Linked DNA regions of Xenopus laevis: region 1 is linked to region 2. The links are chromatin contacts, called in public Hi-C maps. All regions are on one chromosome and are shown on one strand. The core of a region is the stretch at or near the end of the contact, and the rest is flanking DNA. Distances in the headings are between cores, read along the strand shown. Region 1 holds the start of gad1.1.L (glutamate decarboxylase 1). Region 2 overlaps myo3b.L (myosin-IIIb).

Region 1 (6,004 bases), core at 2,397-4,896, 120 kb after region 2:
TATACCTTGAAGGATTTTTGAAATCACATGAGATGACACAATCAAACAATGACATCACATACTGTATAACACAGAAAAATACATCATGTCTCTGATGATAGTATATACCTTCTTTCTGTGCCATACCTAATTAAATCAGTTGCCCGAATAGCCTTCATATAGGATGAAAAAATAATGCTTATCTACAGAATGCATACATTGAAAGGAAAGGAATAGTAATTAAGTGATGATACACATTCCTGGAACAGCACTAGCCATTACAGAGGTTATCTGTTCCTGCTGACACAGAGGAGGATGTGTTTTTTGCCTCCGGTGCTCTCTCCAGTGTAGTATCACAGCATTTAAACCCTGGTACTGATAAAGGGGGAACCTAGTGTTCCAATGCACTTATTAAATAATTGTAACAGCTTTAATTTCCTTCAAGATGCCAGTCACCTCACAAGAAAACACATACAACTAGAGAGAACTGAATGCAAAGCAATATAGAGAACTACTAGAATATGTTTAAAGGGAACAAACACCTTCCATAGCAGTGTTGCTCTGCGCAAATGTTTCTAGACTACAACTTCCAGTATGCGCCATAATGCTATCAAGGGTAAAATGAAACAGAATACTCAACTCAGTGATAGGTGCTTCATGTGGGACCCAAAGCTGCACACGGGCCAGAAACAAATAATAAACAAAATCCAATGGCACATTAAATTATGAGCAAGTTTAGCCCAATAGCATAGAGCGTTTGCTTACATTTTTGAGCCTAGCTGGGCTTGAAAGCATGTTTCCAGTGCATCTGTAGTTAAGCTTGGGGTTCCTATTTTAGAGCATTAGGGTATATAAAGAGTCAGTTTTAGGGAAGAAATATATAAAATTTACTGTAATATTAATATATTAGCTATGCACAGATACAGCTAAAGGTGCAGCAGAATGGAAAGCCTGATTCATTAAATCGCTACCCCTGTTTTCCTACATTGCCTCCTCTTCTATAACTCTAGCTATGGTGGAAATGATGCTGAATAACAGGAATATGAGCGGAATGTGACATCCAGACTAACCTATAACTTGTTTAGACCTACCTTAGTTTTACTCCTGAGCCAAGCCATTACCTACTAAAGCCAAATTTTTGTTTAGACAGTCCATGATGCATTGGGTTTTAAAAACCTCTATCTTTTTCTATCTTTTGGCACAGCATTTTGGAGCATATTTATGAAACATGTTATTGTGATATGTGAGATAGTATCACTAAATGTTGTGTTATTATGAGACTGATTCATCAAAATGTCTAAAACAAGCACATGAAGAATGAATCAGCTGGACAATATAACTTGACATGCATTGATAACATCTGTGAGAGATCATATCCCCCATTTGATCGATGCAGCCTTCTCATTGAAAGCCACGTCAGTAGCCTGCATGATTATTATTGGCTCCTCATGCTTATTATTTCCAGCCCTCCTCACAGAGCCTCATTTCTAAATAGATTTGTATAGAAAAGCTTAGAATGTGTGACATGATCTCTAGGAGATAACTGAGAGAATAGTTTTTTAATTACATGGAAAGTGGCTTAAAACAAAGTCAAAGTGAAATGTGTATATGAGTAGGACACAAGACGGAAAGCAACAGCTACAGGTCCAAGCTTCCTATGTGTTCCAATGCAAAGACCCTTCTCCACTAATGCACTTTAGCTATTTGATATTAACCATCAGCATGAGGTAGGATGAAAATGGATAGAACTTTTGAAGGTTCAAGAACAAGCTTAGAAGAGGACGTGGGAGTGCCAGACTTATTTAGACCTCCTGCCATGAAACAGCTCAGTGGGATTGTGTATAACACTTAACTACATGGGTAGATATGTGTAAACACACAAAGCATACTGTGAAACCACCAAAGCATCAAAATGCTAACCTAAGAAACAAATGAGCAAGGCTAACCGGGGAAGCAGAAGTAGGAAGAGTGAAGATGGGAGCAGAGAGTGTCAGGAGTCCTTAGATCAAGCAGGCAGAAGAAATGAGTAAATATAAAGTGGAGCAAAAATTTGAAATAATAGCAAAATGGGACAGGAAAAGAAGGGAGATAAGAAAAAGTGAATGGAGAGAGAGAAAAAGAAGGAATAGAGAAGTGGGGCTGGAGAAAGTAAGGGAGAGGTGATGTTTGAAGAGTGGGCAGAATTGGAGCGACACATAAGAATAAAGAATGTAATAAGGAAAACTGGAGAGAAAGAAGTAGAGAAGTGGTCTGGAGAAGATAGTAGGGAGAAGAGTATGACAGAGGGATAAGGATTACTAGCAACAGTGAAAAGAATGAGGAAAAGTTATAACAAATAAGGAATTGTCTAAATAACTAGGCGGGAGTGATGGGACAAGAAGGGTTAAAAAAGGAGAAAGTGATTCAGAAGGGAACATGAGAAGACATAGAAAGAGTAGGAAGCAATAAGGAAAAGAGGAAACAGAGAGGGACGGGCTGAAGTGGAGAAGGTTGGGTGGGTGGTTGATGAAACATTCCTATGCTGTCCTGGCTCAAAACAGGACAAAAATTATAGAAACAAAAAATCTGTTCTGCATTATACAATTCTTGCATGTGTATTATTAGATGCTATGTTTTCGATGTATTTTTTTCACTTTTAGTACCTCCCAGGCAGCAGTGTTACGCGCTCAGGCAGGCTAAGCCCATCACTGTCCATGGTGCTGAAAAGACAGAAGCTTGGAAATTGCTCTGCATTGGGTCACTTTCTCTTACATCCCTCATAATTGACATCTTAGTTTTACTTATTGAAGAAAAAATTCAGATAGTTGATAATATCCTAGGATTTAAGATAAACGCTGTGTGTTTGGTTTATTGTTTATATACCACTAGCAATTGATGGTATCAGCCCCTAAGTCTTTGCCAACTTTAAAGCTAATCATGGGTTTTTCTTTTTTTTTTTCAAACTTGCAGATTAATTTGGAAAATGACTATATATATATATATATATATATATATATATATATATATATATATATATATATATATATATAGACATTCTCTTTATAGAACCTATACATTGTTAAGAACGATTTATTGCAAAAGGCTCATTGTTCATGATATGGATTTATTTGCTAGAACGGTGATGCCCTCTAGTGTCCACTGGGTGACAAAACAAACAACATCCATCATCCCGATGAAATGTATGTAGGATTTAATGACATTAAAAGGACAGCCTGAATATTTGGAGACTGTATTAAACAGTATAAGTTGGGCACGCCTTTTCCAGTTGCTAAAGCAAGAAATCTGATTAAATAAGAAAAAAATAAATGGGTCAAACTATAGGCAGTCAAACTTTAAGAAACGATGAAGACAATAATGCAATGAAAGTGCTAAAATAAAACAAAAATGTGTCTGAGACAAGGGGGAAGTTCAGGGGGGATTTTAAGCAGCCAAGGAGGATAATGAATCAATGTTATGCAATCACAATACTATTGTTTCACCCCGTCTTATAACTTAAGTGTTGATTAACCCCTTTAGCAGGACTCAGGGGAATAACAACTGTATCTCTCTCCCCCCATCTGGATCTGTCTATTGGAACATGGGGGTGGGATAATAGATGAGGGCTTTTCCATGGGAAAAGAGTGTGATGGGTGTATAATGTACAGCCCCAGTATTCCCTACGTACTGCTCTCCAACCTGCAGGCATAAAGGAACAGGGGAAAGTCAGTCACGTTAGCCTGTGGCTGGACACACGAGCTGCTCAGCAAGTGATGTGCTCCCTACACACTGTGTGGACTAAAGGAGGCGCCAGTGACTCATGCCTGCGCACACACACAAACTGCCTCTCCTGCCTGTCTTTAAAATAGCACATCCAAGCACTTGTGGAGGAGACAGGGGCATCCTTAATTCCTTCCTGCGCCCCCATTGACATTCAAACGTCTTTCTTTTCTGGAGTTTGTATAAAGAGGAGTTTATCTGGCTGCTAGGTCCACACTTCAGCCAGTTGGACTAAAGTGTTCTGGATTTGGGTCCCTCCAGGTACAGTAGTAGGTAAGCTGCTCATTTCATTATTTGCTCATATAGATTGACAGGCAGACCGATAAATTATATGATAGACAGATAGTCACAAACAGTCAGACAGATAGATGATAGATAGATAGATAGATAGATAGATAGTTAGATAGATAGATAGATAGATAGATAGATAGATAGATAGATAGATAGATAGATAGATAGATAGAGGATAAGATAGGAATTCTTGCATAAGTGATAATATAACCTGTTACACCATCCTATGCTCACAGCTCTGGCATCTCGTTCAAGGAGGATACAGGGCTCACCTTGCTCTCAGCGATGCCCATAAACCACACATCCTTTCATTTGATCAATTCATTTCTAATGAATATTTGATTTCATTGGAAGAAACATAAAACCTGTGGAGGGTGACACCAACCTGATCAACACACCGACATTTGGTAAATTGTGCAAAAGCACACAATACTAATGAATCAGTGAGGGTTCTCATTTATTTTAGAGCACCAGAGACATGTTTGTACAAATTTCAGACATCAATGTCTTTGTATTATATATAGAGAGAGAGATAGGGTGGACGTTAGATTAATAAATAGATAGATTCTTACTGTATTTGGTATCTTTAAATGTACATTTAAAAGCTTTTAACAGTTTTCTGCTTTATGATACAAATAACTTTAATATCTATATTAAATGCATTACCTACCTTCAGTGCAGCCCAACACACAAACAGGTATAATTTTAGGGGGAATCAGAGACACAAAAGGCATATTTATCAAGCCAGTATTTCTAGATCTCTCTGTATTCTTTGTGTTGAAATAATTTGGTGTGCTAATCCTCCCCTGTCCCTGTGCAATTCCCCCCGACACAAGTCATTATGAGAGAGCTCAGTGCCCATTGATATAATTACTGGAGATCGCATGCTCCACTGAGCCAGTCTGTTCTACACAGGACAAATCGCTTAGGCAAAAGCCTGGAAATAATGTCACTTCAAACGACTTTTGCCTCCTTGGAGCCCTCAATGCCAGAGATGGCCTAAGAAGTTCTCCCTTTGTTAGCCAAGTGCTCGCAGCAGAATTAGGATCTAGGTCATTGCCACCAGGACACTGACTTGCCATTGGCATCTTCATTTAAGTTGGATCTATTGAGTCTGTGCTTTCTTGGTCTTAACAATGACTTCCCTTCTATGTTTGAGGTGGATCTCGCTATCCAGTCTTCAAAGAGGATTGTGAACATTAGGCAAAATCATCAGTCCAAAAGGATTGTCTCTGGAGAGATGGCATCGTCTTCCCCTTCATCGTCCGACACCAACCAAGACACCAACCCCATCAATCTGCGACCCACAAGTAGGAAACCATTATTTTGTATTCATCCTTCCATTTAGCAGAACAAGGGGAAATGCAATAAAATAAAACTGAATGTCCCCTTTCCCGTGTGGGAAGCTGTATGTTTGGAGGGTGATTTATTTAAGTCACAAAAGTAAAATGTAGCATAAAAAAAGAAAATCTGTCAGGATTTTGCTGGTGATTTGAATCACAATCTGTGCAATTTGCTGGTTTTATGTTCTTTCTGTACAATCTATAATCACCCAGCATTTTGTTAGTAATTACAGCTACTGGGGACTAAATTACATGTAAGTGGATGGCATTGTACTTGGCAATAGGAGCAGGCTGGGGGGTTAAATTTACCCCCAGCTCTGCCTGACCAATTTAGGCTACTCTGTTGAAAAGGGGGAAGGTGGGTGAGGTGATCACCATAGACAAAGAGAGGGAAGGGAGTGTGGCTGTGAGTCTGAGGAGGATGCAGGGGCTCTGATGCATGAACAGAGAGTCATTATTGTGATCATTCTGGAACGAAATAGAATGGAGGGGGGGAATCAAACTCACAAATCAGAGAAAGAAACAATAAAGGCATTTGCCTTGAGCTCTCTGGACATTGCACTGTGTTCTTAATAGATGGTATTAATCTGAATAGACTTCATTAGCCAATAAAAACCTTTAGCCTTTAGTCGATG
Region 2 (6,091 bases), core at 1,484-3,983:
CAGGCATTATATATGGGAAATTGTACCAAAAGGTTCTAGAGGTCATAATCCTGACCATCCACTTGCAGCTACAGAAGGCAAGGTAAAGCCAGAGGAGAAGTATTCATCTCATGCTTGTTTCTGATATCCATACTATGAAGACACTTAGATAGTTCTGCCACCCTCTCCCTTCTATGGGGAGACTGGACCCTTACAGATGTTGTGCTTCCCTTCTCTTAGCATTAGTGCATCAAGGTCCCAAATTCCCTTGTAGCAAGACAAGGCACAAATATACATTGCAGTTGACCTTCAAGTTTAACTAAATTGTTAAGTGGTTTGTCTGTATAGTCTTAAGATGGCCATACATAAACTAATTTATGAACTGACTGTGATCTAATAGGATTGCAGTACAGTCTGGCTAAAGTGCCCATCATGATCCTATACAGGCCAAAGTGGTTGGGCAGCAAGATTGTAATTGCCAAACCCACCTGAGCAAATCAATTATGGCCACTAAGAGAGAGAGTTTGCTAAATCAGAATCTGTTCAGTATAGAATACACTGTGATACTGTCTATAAGTATATCTATAATTAGTTTCCTCAACAAAAGTTAAACCTCCTCTTCTAATGACCAAAACTTTGCATAACACCAGGCACCAGGGTGGTGCCTGGTGACCAATAAATGTGCCTTTAGAATATTCCACCTGCATTGATGGCGTGCAGAATAACTGCCAGAGATGAGGGCCCAAGTACCCAATTCAGGTTGGCGGCAGGTCCAATTTAACAGGGTTTGTTAGAAAACAAATGTGTGAGTGGTTGTTATGAATTGCTGGACCTGGTGTTAACTTTGTGTATGTTGTTACATTACCCCAAATGTGTTACTGTTAATAACTTGCTTAACCTTGCTCTAATATTCCTGCTATCCTACCAACAACTGCTGTTCTCTGGGCCCCTATATATGCAGATCCAATCTAACTGCTCTTATTTGTACTCCCCAAAGACAGCTCTGGTATGTTTTATAGCACAATATACTATACTAGCAGCTCATAAATGAAAAATAATTATAGCATTTCATCTATTTACCAACAGATACTGGAAGCATCATACTGTGCCCACTTTGTAATCTTTATTTTCCTTTATTATGGTGAACTGCTCACAAATTGCATTTATATTCCCTGCCTCCTATCTTCAGCTAGCCCCATCATTTAAAAAAAAGAAGGAAACTGGCTGCTTTTCTGTCTTTGCCCAGAGGGTGGCAGGACTTCACTGCTAAAGAGAAATTAATATGCATCGCTGTTCAGCTCTAGCTCAAGCCACACTTGCATAGCAAAACTCGAAACCACAAGAAACATGTATGAATATATCTTCTGTATTCCCTGTTTAATGAAAAGGCCATAGATTTGCTTTTTTTATTCCACTTATAGTAAACTAATATTAAACGTACTAATAAAAAACCAGAACAGTATGTTGATGTATTTCTATTTCAGTAAACCACACCATGCCATTTGTATTGACATAACTCTGTACTCTGTCCAGCTGGTAGTAGATTACCCCGTACTGACCAACATTTGTGTGGAAAGTATATACAATGAGGACTAAACAAGAGGTTCAGGATTTAAGGTTCTTCATATTTAACAAGCTCATCTGGTTGACTGAACAAATTGAAATTCCAGCACACTCATACTGCAAGAAAGGCTTGACTTATTTTAATATGTTAGTGACATTATCTCAGTGAATATCAGTGATTACATCTGCATCTGGGCATTCCATCTCCCCTCAGACAAACACCCAGAACTGAGACGCCAAATAATCTAGAGCGTGTTTTTTCTAGTATATGTGCTGCCCAATGGCTGTTAACTGGCCTCATTATCATAAGCAGTGAAGCAGATATGCACTGGGCTATTTAGGAAGTAGAGGAGAAAGGCCACCAGCAGCAAAAGACTTGAAATGGAAAAAAATGCAGCCTATTTAAATATGTTCTTTTCCTGCTATACAATTGGATTGCATGGATTTGAGAATGTGATGAAACTGTTGTAGAGCTCCCTGCCGTCCCCAAAATCCAGAAAAAATAAATATCCACTAGTAATATAAAATATGGATATCTCTCTATGTCTAGTTGTGAAAAACTTTTAGTACATCAATATAAAACAAGTTGCGATGATTTTACCAGGTCTAGTATACCCTAGTAACCAATAATAACGAAATTAGTCTTTGTTATTCAAACAGGGGATCTGCAACACTGATTGGCTGTTATGTTTCACTAGTTCCCTGACTTGGCAAAGTGAATTCTTTAATGCCTTAGGGCAGGGGTCCCCAACTTTTTTTAGCCATGAGCCATATTGAGTTGGGGAGCAACGCAAGCATAAGAAATGGTCCTGTGTTGAATGAATTAAGGGCTGTGATTGTGAATTTAGTAGCCCCTATGTGGACTGGCAGACTACAGGAGGCTCTGTTTGGCAGTTAACCTATTTCTTATGCAACCAAAACTAGCCTTCAAACCTGGAATTGAAAAATAAGCAATTGCTTTGAGGCCACTGGTAGCAACATCCAAGGGGTTGAGGAGCAACATGTTGCTCACGAGCCACTGGTTAGAGGATCACTGCCTTAGGGACAACGCTGGTATAATACCTGGCACTACCCTGTGCACTTCCTCTCATGTCCCTCTTCTCCTGCCCAAATGATACATGCATAATATAGTCCATATGAAGATTACATAGATCTTGCTCAGCTCCAACCCAATGTTGCAATAAGTGTAGGGCACTGGGCTGGAGCCTTAAAGGGCATGTGTTACTCTAAAATATGTTCCCACACCAGAGATGTGGGCTAATAGAGCCTACTCTCTGGGTGGGGGTAACAGTTTATTTTAAACACAATTGGCCCGCCACAGCTAGGACACCTTGTTGTTAGGGTTGCCACCTCACCCCTTTAAAACCCAACACACATGGAATACACAACCTGCATGGCTAATTAGCAATTCATTTAGATGCATGGCTGCTCATAAATCAGTTCAGTCTGCAGCATGCATTTAAAAATGAGTTTCTAATTAGCCATGCAGGCTGTGTATTCTATATGTGTTCGGCTTTAAAGGGGTAAGGGGGCAACCCTACATGTTATGCAGTGCTCATGCGCATAATGATCATCTGATGTCTTGTGCATTCACATATTGAGAAAGTTGCAGCATTCACTCCCTCCCAATGCAGGCGTCCTAGTGCTCATAGGGCAGTTTTTTAAAGAAAACAACCTATTTTTACTCCCAAACAAAGGGTGGTCTCTATTAGCCTACTACTTTGGTGGGGGAGATATTTTAGAGTAACAGGTGCCCTTTAAAACAAAAAAGGGAACAGATTTTTTCTACACAATTGGCCATCCACCCCAAAGTTGCTACCCTTGGCACATGCTTTCCAGTACCTACATATAGCCCTGCTTAAATGATAATTTAATAAAAATCACAAAGTTTTTTCCAGGTCTAGTAATCAAAAGGAACTAACAGGTAGTAGCTTTTCCTCACTTTCATCCTCTTCTGATTGGTTGCTATGGGTTGCTATACCTGGTGCAAACTTTGTGACTTTAATAATGCTACCTTTTAATTCCTTGTAAGTATATAAGATGCAGAGATCACTATAACATAGTAACATAGTAAGTATGGTTGAAAAAAGACACACATCCATCAAATGATTCACTTTCCATTAATGGCATAGGCCACTGGTTGCTCAGTATCAGGGCATGATTAGCAGCAGACATGACAGAAGTGGTTGGGCAGTTCTCTGTAGCTTGTACCTGTCTATGAGCTATTCAAAAGCATGGTCAACTCTTTGCAGGTGTTTATTCATTCTGCAATACATTGCAGTTCTAGCAATGTAATGTCTAAGTTTATGGACTTCTGAAAATGGTGGGTTAAAGTTGCTCACCTCAATGATCCTGGTTGCAACTAGGAGAGACTTGGCTGGAGCTGTTGAAGACAAGGTCATACAGGTTTAAACAAAAGATAACTTGTAAATGATAAAACATGGCCAAGAAAGAGTATGTAGGAGTAGAACATAAATGTAAGTAAAATTCCTAATGTAATGGAGTACCTGTGCTGTGCCAGATCACTTCACTGCTGTGATAAATACTGTTAGTTCTCTGGGTGACCTGCTGTCTCCCACCAGCTGTTGCCAGATTCCAAGTTGATTAACATTCATGTCTAAGAATATTTAGCTAATGCAAATGTGCAGTCTCAGAAGTTCATACATGCTGGAAATATTTAGGAGCTGATAAGATTTGTTCCAAAAAACAAAAGATTCTATGAACCCGTTACAATATACCACTGCATCTGTATGTAGCGCTGTTATTATAGGGAATGATGTTCCTTATTAAAAAAACTAAAGAATACTGTAATAAAAGAAGTATCATGACCATATACTTGTACAAGCTACAGATTATAGGACTTGGGTTGACTTGTACTATCATTATGTATTAAAATAGGAATCATGTCACACATAATTTGCAAGGTTATTCTCCTAGGTTATTCATGGCTGTTGTGTATTAAGCTTATTAGTTAAATTATAGTTGGGAAAAGAAAGGTAATGCTTGTTGATTTATTGTAGAGGAACAGTAGAAAGAAAAGATGGGAAGCAAGCATGCCAAATAGTAGAATGCTACAAGAACAGAGATGTATTATCTTTCTATGGAAGTACTGTAAGTCTACTGACATAGAGAAACTGGTATAAAGCAACTTTTGTTACCTCTATGCTACGATTATTTGTGCATGTACGTTTGCCTGACAATACCAACCGATTTTCATGTACTATGTATATCGGTCTGTCTGTAGACTGGGCCAGTTTGAAAATTGCATGTTGCATAGCCAGCACCTGCTTTTGCTGTTGTGAGGACTGTTGTCCTGAACAAAATGAACAAAATATGTGGCTATATTGTATATTATACAGAAGAACTAGTTCACCCTGGCCTCTCTGAATGCTTCTGGTCACTACTTGGCTTAGGTAGGGATTGGCACCCTCCCCAATAAAGCCTGTATAAAAAAGAAAACTTGTGTATGGACCCTTGTGCGGTAATCAATAAGGTACGGGCCAGAAAACCTTACAAGCTCAGGCTGTGTATGGTCACCTTTATGTACACCTTTATGTACCTGATTTGACTGTATCTTGCTATATAAATAATTATCAAATGTCCATAATGGGCATTATAATTTGTAACTTCATTGCGAACAGAGTGAAAGGAAATGCAATGATGTACACATTAACTACTCTGAAAAAGTTTCTAATGGCACCTTTATACACAGTGTGTGTGGTTGTGCAGAGATTGAATGTCTTTCTCCATCCTTCATAAAATGGGAGTGAGGAATCACTAGCAAAATATGATTTCTGCTGGAAGCAGGGCCTCCAAAGATGCTCTGGAATCCAAAACATGGATCCTTGCTCTGGGATCCAAAACATGGATCATTGCTCTGAAATCCAAAACATAGATCCTTGCTCTGGAATCCAAAACATAGATCCTTGCTCTGGAATCCGAAACATGGATCCTTGCTCTGGAATCCAAAACATGGATCCTTGCTCTGGAATCCAAAACATGGATCCTTGCTCTGGAATCCAAAATATGGATCCTTGCTCTGGAATCCAAAACATGGATCCTTGCTCATTTCCATTTCATCAACATACCCTTCCAGCTAATACAGGGATTAGGCTGCATATGTGGGAAAACTGTTTAGTCTTTACATGTACCAATCAATGACTTTTATTCATATCGCCCATTCCATCAACACTGCAGGAACATTATGATTATAACTTGCCATTATCATTATTACATCTCTCAAGTCCAAGTATTGTGCCTGCTGGGATGTTTTGAAATCTCTCACTGTGGAATGGGCAATAGAAGCAGGTGTGTTTGAGTGACCCCAATGTGTCTGCTTATTAAGCGACTGAATCCTTTCCTGCCCTTTTTCTTTTCTTCTGCTCAGATCTCATCATGCGCTCAGATTGCCTTGTTTGCTCAGTAACACAATTATTTTTCACTTGAGCACACTCTATTTCCACAGCTCTACACTGCACAAAAAGACTTTCATATTCAGCACTAAAGTTGATTTTTCCTTTTACCTCTATAAAAGGAATCAATGAGGTCA

The links. Hi-C and Micro-C count contacts between places; a contact is called where the count stands out from the background.
Region 1: a contact with region 2 is called in a Hi-C map of the XL177 cell line, with 4 times the contacts expected there. The contact joins the promoter of gad1.1.L here to the enhancer-like site in region 2. A contact is called at or near these places in 3 of 4 Hi-C or Micro-C datasets (the XL177 cell line, the XTC cell line and animal cap).

The regions. Positions count from the first base shown.
Region 1 is chr9_10L:75,635,700-75,641,703 of Xenopus_laevis_v10.1, forward strand. gad1.1.L (glutamate decarboxylase 1) reads left to right here and starts at 3,647. Exons shown (of 17, transcript XM_018233979.2): 1 at 3,647-4,008; 2 at 5,186-5,336. The coding sequence starts at 5,267.
Region 2 is chr9_10L:75,518,883-75,524,973 of Xenopus_laevis_v10.1, forward strand. All of the region lies in intron 9 of myo3b.L (myosin-IIIb), which reads left to right. Among protein-coding and RNA genes, the nearest start is that of myo3b.L, 74 kb to the left of the region's middle. Within about 2 kb of position 2,734, at least 1 of the 7 cell types and tissues checked has an H3K27ac peak or open chromatin away from gene starts, as enhancers often do.